2 separate regions of the Ovis aries genome follow, and region 2 is linked to region 1. Evidence: chromatin contacts called from public Hi-C data. All regions are on one chromosome and are shown on one strand. Each heading gives the region's core, a stretch centred on a gene start, on an enhancer-like site or on the middle of the called end of the contact. The rest is flanking DNA. Distances are from core to core; before and after follow the strand shown.

Region 1 (3,505 bases), core at 343-2,842:
CTGAAGAAGGCTTTCTTATCTCTTCTTGCTATTCTTTGGAATTCTGCATTCAGATGCTTATATCTTTCCTTTTCTCCTTTGCTTTTCGCTTCTCTTCTTTTCACAGCTATTTGTAAGGCCTCCCCAGACAGCCATTTTGCTTTTTTTGCATTTCTTTTCCATGGGGATGGTCTTGAGCCCTGTCTCCTGTACAATGTCACGAACCTCTGTCCATAGTTCATCAGGCACTCTATCTACCAGATCTAGGCCCTTCAATCTATTTCTCACTTCCACTGTATAATCATAAGGGATTTGATTTAGGTGATAATTACATCTACAACGACTCTGTTTCTTAACAAAGTCACATTCTGAGGTGCTGGGGATTAGGACTTCAGTGTATGAATTGGGGGTGGGGGACACAATTCAATCTGCTTGTGAGTTCCTGTTCTCAGGTCCCAAATGTGCGGGATGGCAGGGCTGGCCTCTGAGCAAGTGTTGCTGATAAGCTGGAAAGTCATCTGTCCAAAGCCCAGATTTCAAATGCAGCTTCCTGATGTTGCCCTGGCTTATTGTGAGACCAAGGCCAGGTAACGCAGGAAGCCAGAGTTTGTTTCAGCTACTGTCGTCATGGTCCATACTGACAAGGCCACCGTCTCCTCATGCAAAACTCCAATCAGTTCTGTCTCACAGAAAACGGTGGGGCTGCGGGGGGTTGGGGGGGTGGAGCAGGGGTGGAGGTGAGGGGGTTGGGGGGATGGGGGGCGGGGAACAGGCCAAGGATCAAGTAACACACTTCCCTCACCTGGGTTCACAGGATCATTTCCGGCTGGAACCGCACTTTACAGTTTGCAGGCGTGGCTGAAGCCCTTACTGGACTTGAGGGCTGAGACTGCGGTCCCCACAAAAGGCGACACTCAGGCTCTGCACCAATGCCCTCGTGAAGTGAAGTGGAGTGTTAGTCGCTCAGTCGAGCCTGACTCTTTGTGACCCCACGAACTGTAGCCTCCCAGGCTTCTCTGTCCATGGGATTTCCCAGGCAAGAATACTGGAGTGGATTGCCATTCCCTTCTCCAGGGGATCTTCCCAACCCAGGGATGGAACCCCAGTCTCCTGCACTGCAGGAAGATTCTTTACTGTATGAGCTACAGGGAAGTCCATGTCCTCATGGATCTGAGTCAAATTTTGTTTAGTCCAAAGCAAAATGTTTGGTTCATGAAAACATTAGCTCGATTTCGAGTCACACAGAAAGGAATTCAAATGCACTGAGGGTCCTACCTTGGGCTCCCCCGCCGGCCTCCTGGCCTCCGAGGCCCCCGGTGCAGACCCCAGCGCGTCCGCAGTGCCACCTGCTGGACGATACCAGCCTCCGGCTCCCCTCCCGCTGCCGGCATCCGGCCTGAGGCTGGGGCATTCAGAGAGCCGAGGGCACAGGGCTGCAAGAAACAGCCCCAGGGATGGAGCCCAGACAGCGATGGTGGGCACTTGGAATCATGTGGATTCCCTGCAGTCCTGGGAGGTCAGGAACCCAGGCTCTGGAGACTGACGGGCTCGGGTGTGCCGCCCTCACCGTCCCGCCCTGTGACCCTGAACCTCTGCTGCCACCTCACGTCTAAAGGCAAGATGATGTTTAGTTCACAGACTGGTTGGGAGGCCTGCAGGACATAATCCAGGTACAGTGTGAGATGGCCACTGGCCCAGCACACGTGCTCAGTAAACACAAAAGTGACAGCAAAAGCGTGAGTCCCTAAGTTGTGTCTGAGTCTTTGAGACCTGACTGACTGTAGCCCACCAGGCTCCTCTGTCCACGGCATTCTCCAGGCAAGAATACTTGAGAGGGTTGCCATTTCCTTCTCCAGGGGATCTTCCCAACCCAGGCATGAAACATGGGTCTCCCACTTTGCAGGCAGATTCTGTACTGTCTGAGCCACCAGGGAAGCCCCAGTAAACACAGAAGTATAACTAATTTCATAAAAATAAAATAAAGTTGCTCAGTTGTGTCTGACTCTTTGCGACTCCATAGACTATACAGTTCATGGAATTCCCCAGGCCAGAACACTGGCGTGAGAAGCCTTTCCCTTCTCCAGGGGATCTTCTCAACCCAGGGATCAAACCCAGGTGTCCTGCACTGCAGGCAGATTCTTTACCAGCTGAGCCACCAGAGAAGCCGTTTCATAAACACACACTCTAAAATTCACTCACTCAACAAACGTTTTCCGAGTGGCCGCTGTGGCCCCGGGTGCTCAGTGTCCAAGGGAAAGGAAGTGCCCACCTCTCTGTGTTTATAACAGAAGGACCCAGCAGACTCCCTGAGGCCACAGAGCCCCAGTCCTTCATCCCATCAACACGTGGTCACTGAGCACCTGGGCGGTTCAGGCTCAATGAGACCCAACCCCTCAGAGCCCCATTCTGTAGGGGCCAGTGTGTGCCCAGGGCAGTACCCCAGGCTGTTACTTGCCAGGGGTGGAGAGCTGTGCCCAGGTCCCCCAGGAAACAGCAGAGACTTTGAGCAGGAAGAACACAAATCTAGAAGGTTCCAGAATGTTCTGTTTCCACTGAGAGTTGTTTCCTCTCAAAGCACACTGCTGCAGGCAGCATCTGCAGCCCACGTAGAAACAGCTTCCCCTTGATCCAGCTCAAGATTTCTACGTTTTTAATCTCTGCTCAGAAATGGAGCCCGAATGGAAATGGAATTGCTGCCTCCTTTTGAGATCTCGCAGCTGCTGCTGCCAGAAAAAAAGATAAAAATGCATTGCAGATTTTTCTTCAGACCTGCCTTTTGCTTACTGTACAAGCTCTTGGGCTTTCATAACAATATTGAGAAGATTCATAATACTGGGCTTAAATCTTCTTCAGAAGTTTGGGGGTTGGGAGAGGGAAGAGGAATTAATTTTAGAATTTCGTGTCTATACAGCATCATCAAAAGATAAGTGGAATACAGAGAAGCACTGGTGAGGGCTGGGAGAAAGGAGAATTCTCTACAAGCGCCCAAGGCTTCTGATAACCATTCTCTGCCCTACTCCAGGATTCTGGTACCCAGAGTTCCACTCCCAGACACTTTGTAGCTTCTAGCCCTGAAGATTCTCTGGTGGCTCAGATGGTAAAGAATCTGTTTGCAATGCAGGAGACCCAAGTTCAATCTCTGGGTTAGGAAGATCCCCTGGAGAAGGGAATGGCAACCCACTCCAGTATTCTTGCCTGGAGAACTCTATGGACAGAGGAGCCTGGTGGGTTACAGTCCGTGGGGTCCAAAGGGCTGGACACAACTAAGCAAATTTCACTACCCTGAGGACATGGTTTAACCTTTCCAGCCTCGATTTCTTTATCTACTTCTAATCATGGAGAGCCAGCTATGCATGGGCACTTTGCCCAGGGGATGCTCGTGGTCCCGAGTCCCTGCCCTACCCTGCAGCAGCTCCAAACTCATGTACTGGGAGGAAGATGGGTCTGTGCCAAGGACATGAGCATTTGGGAAACATCTGAGAAGGGGCTCAGGAAAGTCCCCAGCAGACTGCAGTCACCGCTTACT
Region 2 (3,505 bases), core at 741-3,240, 62 kb before region 1:
CTCTGGAGCCGGGTCCTATGGTGCTTTTCCTCGGTCAGCAGGGGGATGAAGGTGTCACTGTGGGACAGCTTCAGCCGGCTGCTCCAGCTCGGGTCCTCCTTCCCAGCGGGCTCCGGCGGCGGGAGGTGGTCCAGGTCACCGCGGGAGCCCCCTGCCTTGCCCTCACCAGCAGTGCCGGAGTTGAGCTCCATCAGCTCCAGCTCGTGCCTGGCCGCCGTCTCCAGGACTCGCTGCTTGTTGTAGTATCTGACAAAGTTGTTGATGATGGGATGAATGGGCAGGGCAATGGCAATGACCCCACACAGGAAGCTGATGGCCGCATTGAGTTTGCCCAGGGTGGTCTTGGGGTAGATGTCACCGTAGCCCACCGTGGTCATGGTGATGATGGCCCACCAGAAGGACTGGGGGATGCTCTTAAACAGGGTCTCTGGGTGGCTCTGCTCCATGGTGTAGCCCAGGGCAGAGAAGACGAAGATGCCCACGGCCAGGTACATGAGCAGCAGCCCCAGTTCCTTGAAGCTGCGCTTGAGGGCGTAGGTGAGGGTCTGCAGCCCGGAGGAGTGGCGCGCCAGCTTGAAGATCCGGGCGATGCGCATGATCCGCAGGGCCTGCACCGCCTGCTGCACGTTGGCCAGTTCCATCATGCGGGCGCCCAGGTGTGTGAGCGTGAGGCTCACGTAGAACGGGAGGATGGCCAGCACGTCCACGATGTTCATGAAGGACAGGGCGAAGTGCAGCTTGTTGGGCGAAGAGAAGAGGCGCAGCAGGTACTCCAGCGTGAACCAGCCGATGCACGCCGTCTCCACGTTCTCCAGCGTCGGGTGCTCCACGCGGTTGCCCTCGGCGTCCAGGACCTGCAGCTCTGGTATGGTGCCCATGCACATGACCACCGACGAGACGAGGATGAGCAGGAAGGACAGCACGGCCACCACGCGCGCCGGACACGAGGACTCGGGCTTCTCCAGGAACTTCCAGACGCACTTCTGGCAGCGGCGCCAGCGGCCCTCGGCCGTGTCCACGCCCAGGTCGTCCAGGATGAGCTGCACGCGGCGCGCGATCTCCTCCAGCTCCTCACGCTTCTCGCTCAGGTGGCTCTTGCAGCAGTCGTCTAGGAACTTGAGGTCCACCTTCCAGAAGTCCATCTCGTTCTTGAAGCAGATGGGACAGATGCCCTTCTTCATGTGCACCTCCCCGAAGTAGTAGACCTCAATGACACACTTGAAGGCGTCCGGGTCCCTGTCGAAGTAGAACTCGCGCTTCCCGGGGTCGTAGTCGTCGCACAGGGAGAAGATGGTGTCGTAGCCTCCGGCCAAGCAGTGGATGAGCTCGGCCAGCCGGGTCTCGGGGTACCGGCTCAGGAGGTCTCCGTACAGCACCTGCCGCACGCCCCCCACGTTGACCACGATCTCGATGTCGTCGCCCGCCCGGGAGTCCTGGCTACCCGGCTCCGGGAGGCTGCGCTCCCCGGTCCCGTCCATTCTCCTGGCGTGTGCCCGCGCGGCCTCGGCTCCGCGCCCTGCAGCCGCCGCAGGGTCGGCGGGTCCCACCGGTGCGCGGACCCAGGGGAAGCCTGGCCGGCTCCCGCCTGCCTGGAAGCGCGGTCACAACCGGCGGCTGCGGGCTGGGGCGCGCCGCGGGGGAGGCATGCACCCGGCGGCGGGGGTCCCGGCGGGCATCCGGGCGCTGGGGGCGCGCCGGCGGTGCAGGGCGGTGTGTGTGGGGGGTGCGGTTCTCGCGGCCACCTGCCTTGCCCCGAGCACTCACCCCGGCTCCCGGGTGCGGCGATCCGCCGTTTCGGCTCGGCCTCTTGCAGGAGTGGGGTCCCCCCTCGTGGGCGTCAGGCAGGGTCCTGGGTCGCCGGGCGCGCGGGTCCCCGCGTGCGCCGCCGGCGCGAGACGGGTCCCGTCGCTGCCGGACCCACACCGCCCGCCGAGGTGTGCGGAGAGAGAACTTGGGCTTGCTTTGCCCAAGCCGTTTCTAAACACAATAGGAATTCCAGCCTGACGTCAAGAGCTTTTCAGACTGTACCCTCTTCTGGTGAAATTCTGCAAGGCACGCGCGGCAGCGGCAGGGGAACGGGTTAACCCTTGGGCAGACGGGCACAGCTGAGCGCCCGCCGCCACCGCCGCGCGCCTGTCCTCCCTTCCTGGCGCCGCGGGTCACACGGGGCCCGGGACCTCCGGCTTGAAAGCGACCGACCGGCGCTGGCTGAAAAGTTTCTCTCTCTCTGCATCCAGAAGATCGATAGTGAGAGAACACAGCTGCCTGTTGCTCGGCCCGCAAACCGTGCCCAAGAAAGCCCTTCAGACGCCCGCCCGCGCGTCCCGGCCGCCGGCCCCGCCTGGTCCCGGGATGCTTCCCTCGCTCCCCCTAGGGCGTCACTTTCGACCTGTGTAACGGCTACAACCAGTCCAGCCCCGCGGAGGAGAGAAGGTCACACAGTGAAATGGGAATGGATCCCAGGGTGGGCGCCTCTTCCTCAGAGATTCCTGCTGTCCTGGCTGACTGACACAAGCTCCTTAGCGGACTGAAAGTCTGCCTCGAAGTCCTCGCTGTCCACCATTTTCCATTTCTCTGCAATCCAACATCACCACCAACCTCCAGAGCCTTGAACCCCCAGACTCCCACCTCCCCATCCCCATCCTCTGTCGCCCAGGCCTGCGTGTCCCTCCCACGAAACGTCCCACACTCTCCCCTCTCTTCCAGACCTGCAGCCTCTGCCTGCACCATTCCAGCGGCAGCAGCATCTACCTTGCAAATTATCAAGCATCACCTGTGAACCGGGGACTGCGTTAACAAAAACATTGTAAAGAGAGGGATGAGGGGGCAGAGCACGGAATTTTTAGGGCAGTGAAACTACTCTGTATAACGCTCTAGCACTGCGTACATATCATCCTATGTTTGTTTAAACTGTGGAGTGTGCCACACCAAGAGTGGACATCAGTGTAAACTATGGACTTTGCATGATAAAGACGTGACAGTGTTGTATCATTGATTGTAACAGATGCACCTCTGGTGGGAGAGGCTGAAGGAATGAGGAGGCAGGGAGTATGTGGGAAATCTCTGTCTTGTATTTACTTTTGCAATGCACCTAAAACTGCTCTTTAAAAATCTATTAAAAATATATTCTGTAGGCTGGGTCACTGACAGTTACTGGTTTTTGTTTTTTTTTTTCTTTAATGAGATCATGTAAAACTGAATATGTTAAAATACATCACATGAAGATAGTTTGGTGAAACTTCTTTTTACAGATTTAATTTTGTTTCCATTTAAAATCAACCTATGATGTGTTACTACAGAATAAGAAACTGAGATTCAGAAAGGTTGAATAAAAATAACAGTTATTATAAATGCACCATGAGCCAAGTGTTTGCATCCCCATAGCATCCCTCTGAGGATGCAGGATGTCACGTAACCTGCCTGAAGTGCTCAGCCAGAAGGGGGTGAAGGTGCAGTGGGAACCCTGGGAGCCTGCTGCCCCAGCCCACAGGCTTCGCCTCCCTGT

The links. A called contact is a pair of places that touch in the nucleus more often than the background predicts.
Region 2: a Hi-C map of hypothalamus shows a contact between it and region 1, with 2.9 times the contacts expected there. The contact joins the promoter of KCNF1 here to the enhancer-like site in region 1. A contact is called at or near these places in 4 of 16 Hi-C or Micro-C datasets (blood, hypothalamus and tail adipose tissue).

The regions. Positions count from the first base shown.
Region 1 is chr3:19,957,403-19,960,907 of ARS-UI_Ramb_v3.0, reverse strand. It overlaps the pseudogene LOC132659512. Among named protein-coding and RNA genes, the nearest start is that of PDIA6, 17 kb to the right of the region's middle. Within about 2 kb of position 1,592, at least 7 of the 54 cell types and tissues checked have an H3K27ac peak or open chromatin away from gene starts, as enhancers often do. A contact at or near this core is called in hypothalamus, where this site is marked.
Region 2 is chr3:20,019,451-20,022,955 of ARS-UI_Ramb_v3.0, reverse strand. It overlaps KCNF1 (potassium voltage-gated channel modifier subfamily F member 1), which reads right to left and starts at 1,990. Exons shown (of 1, transcript XM_015094222.3): 1 at 1-1,990. The coding sequence starts at 1,478.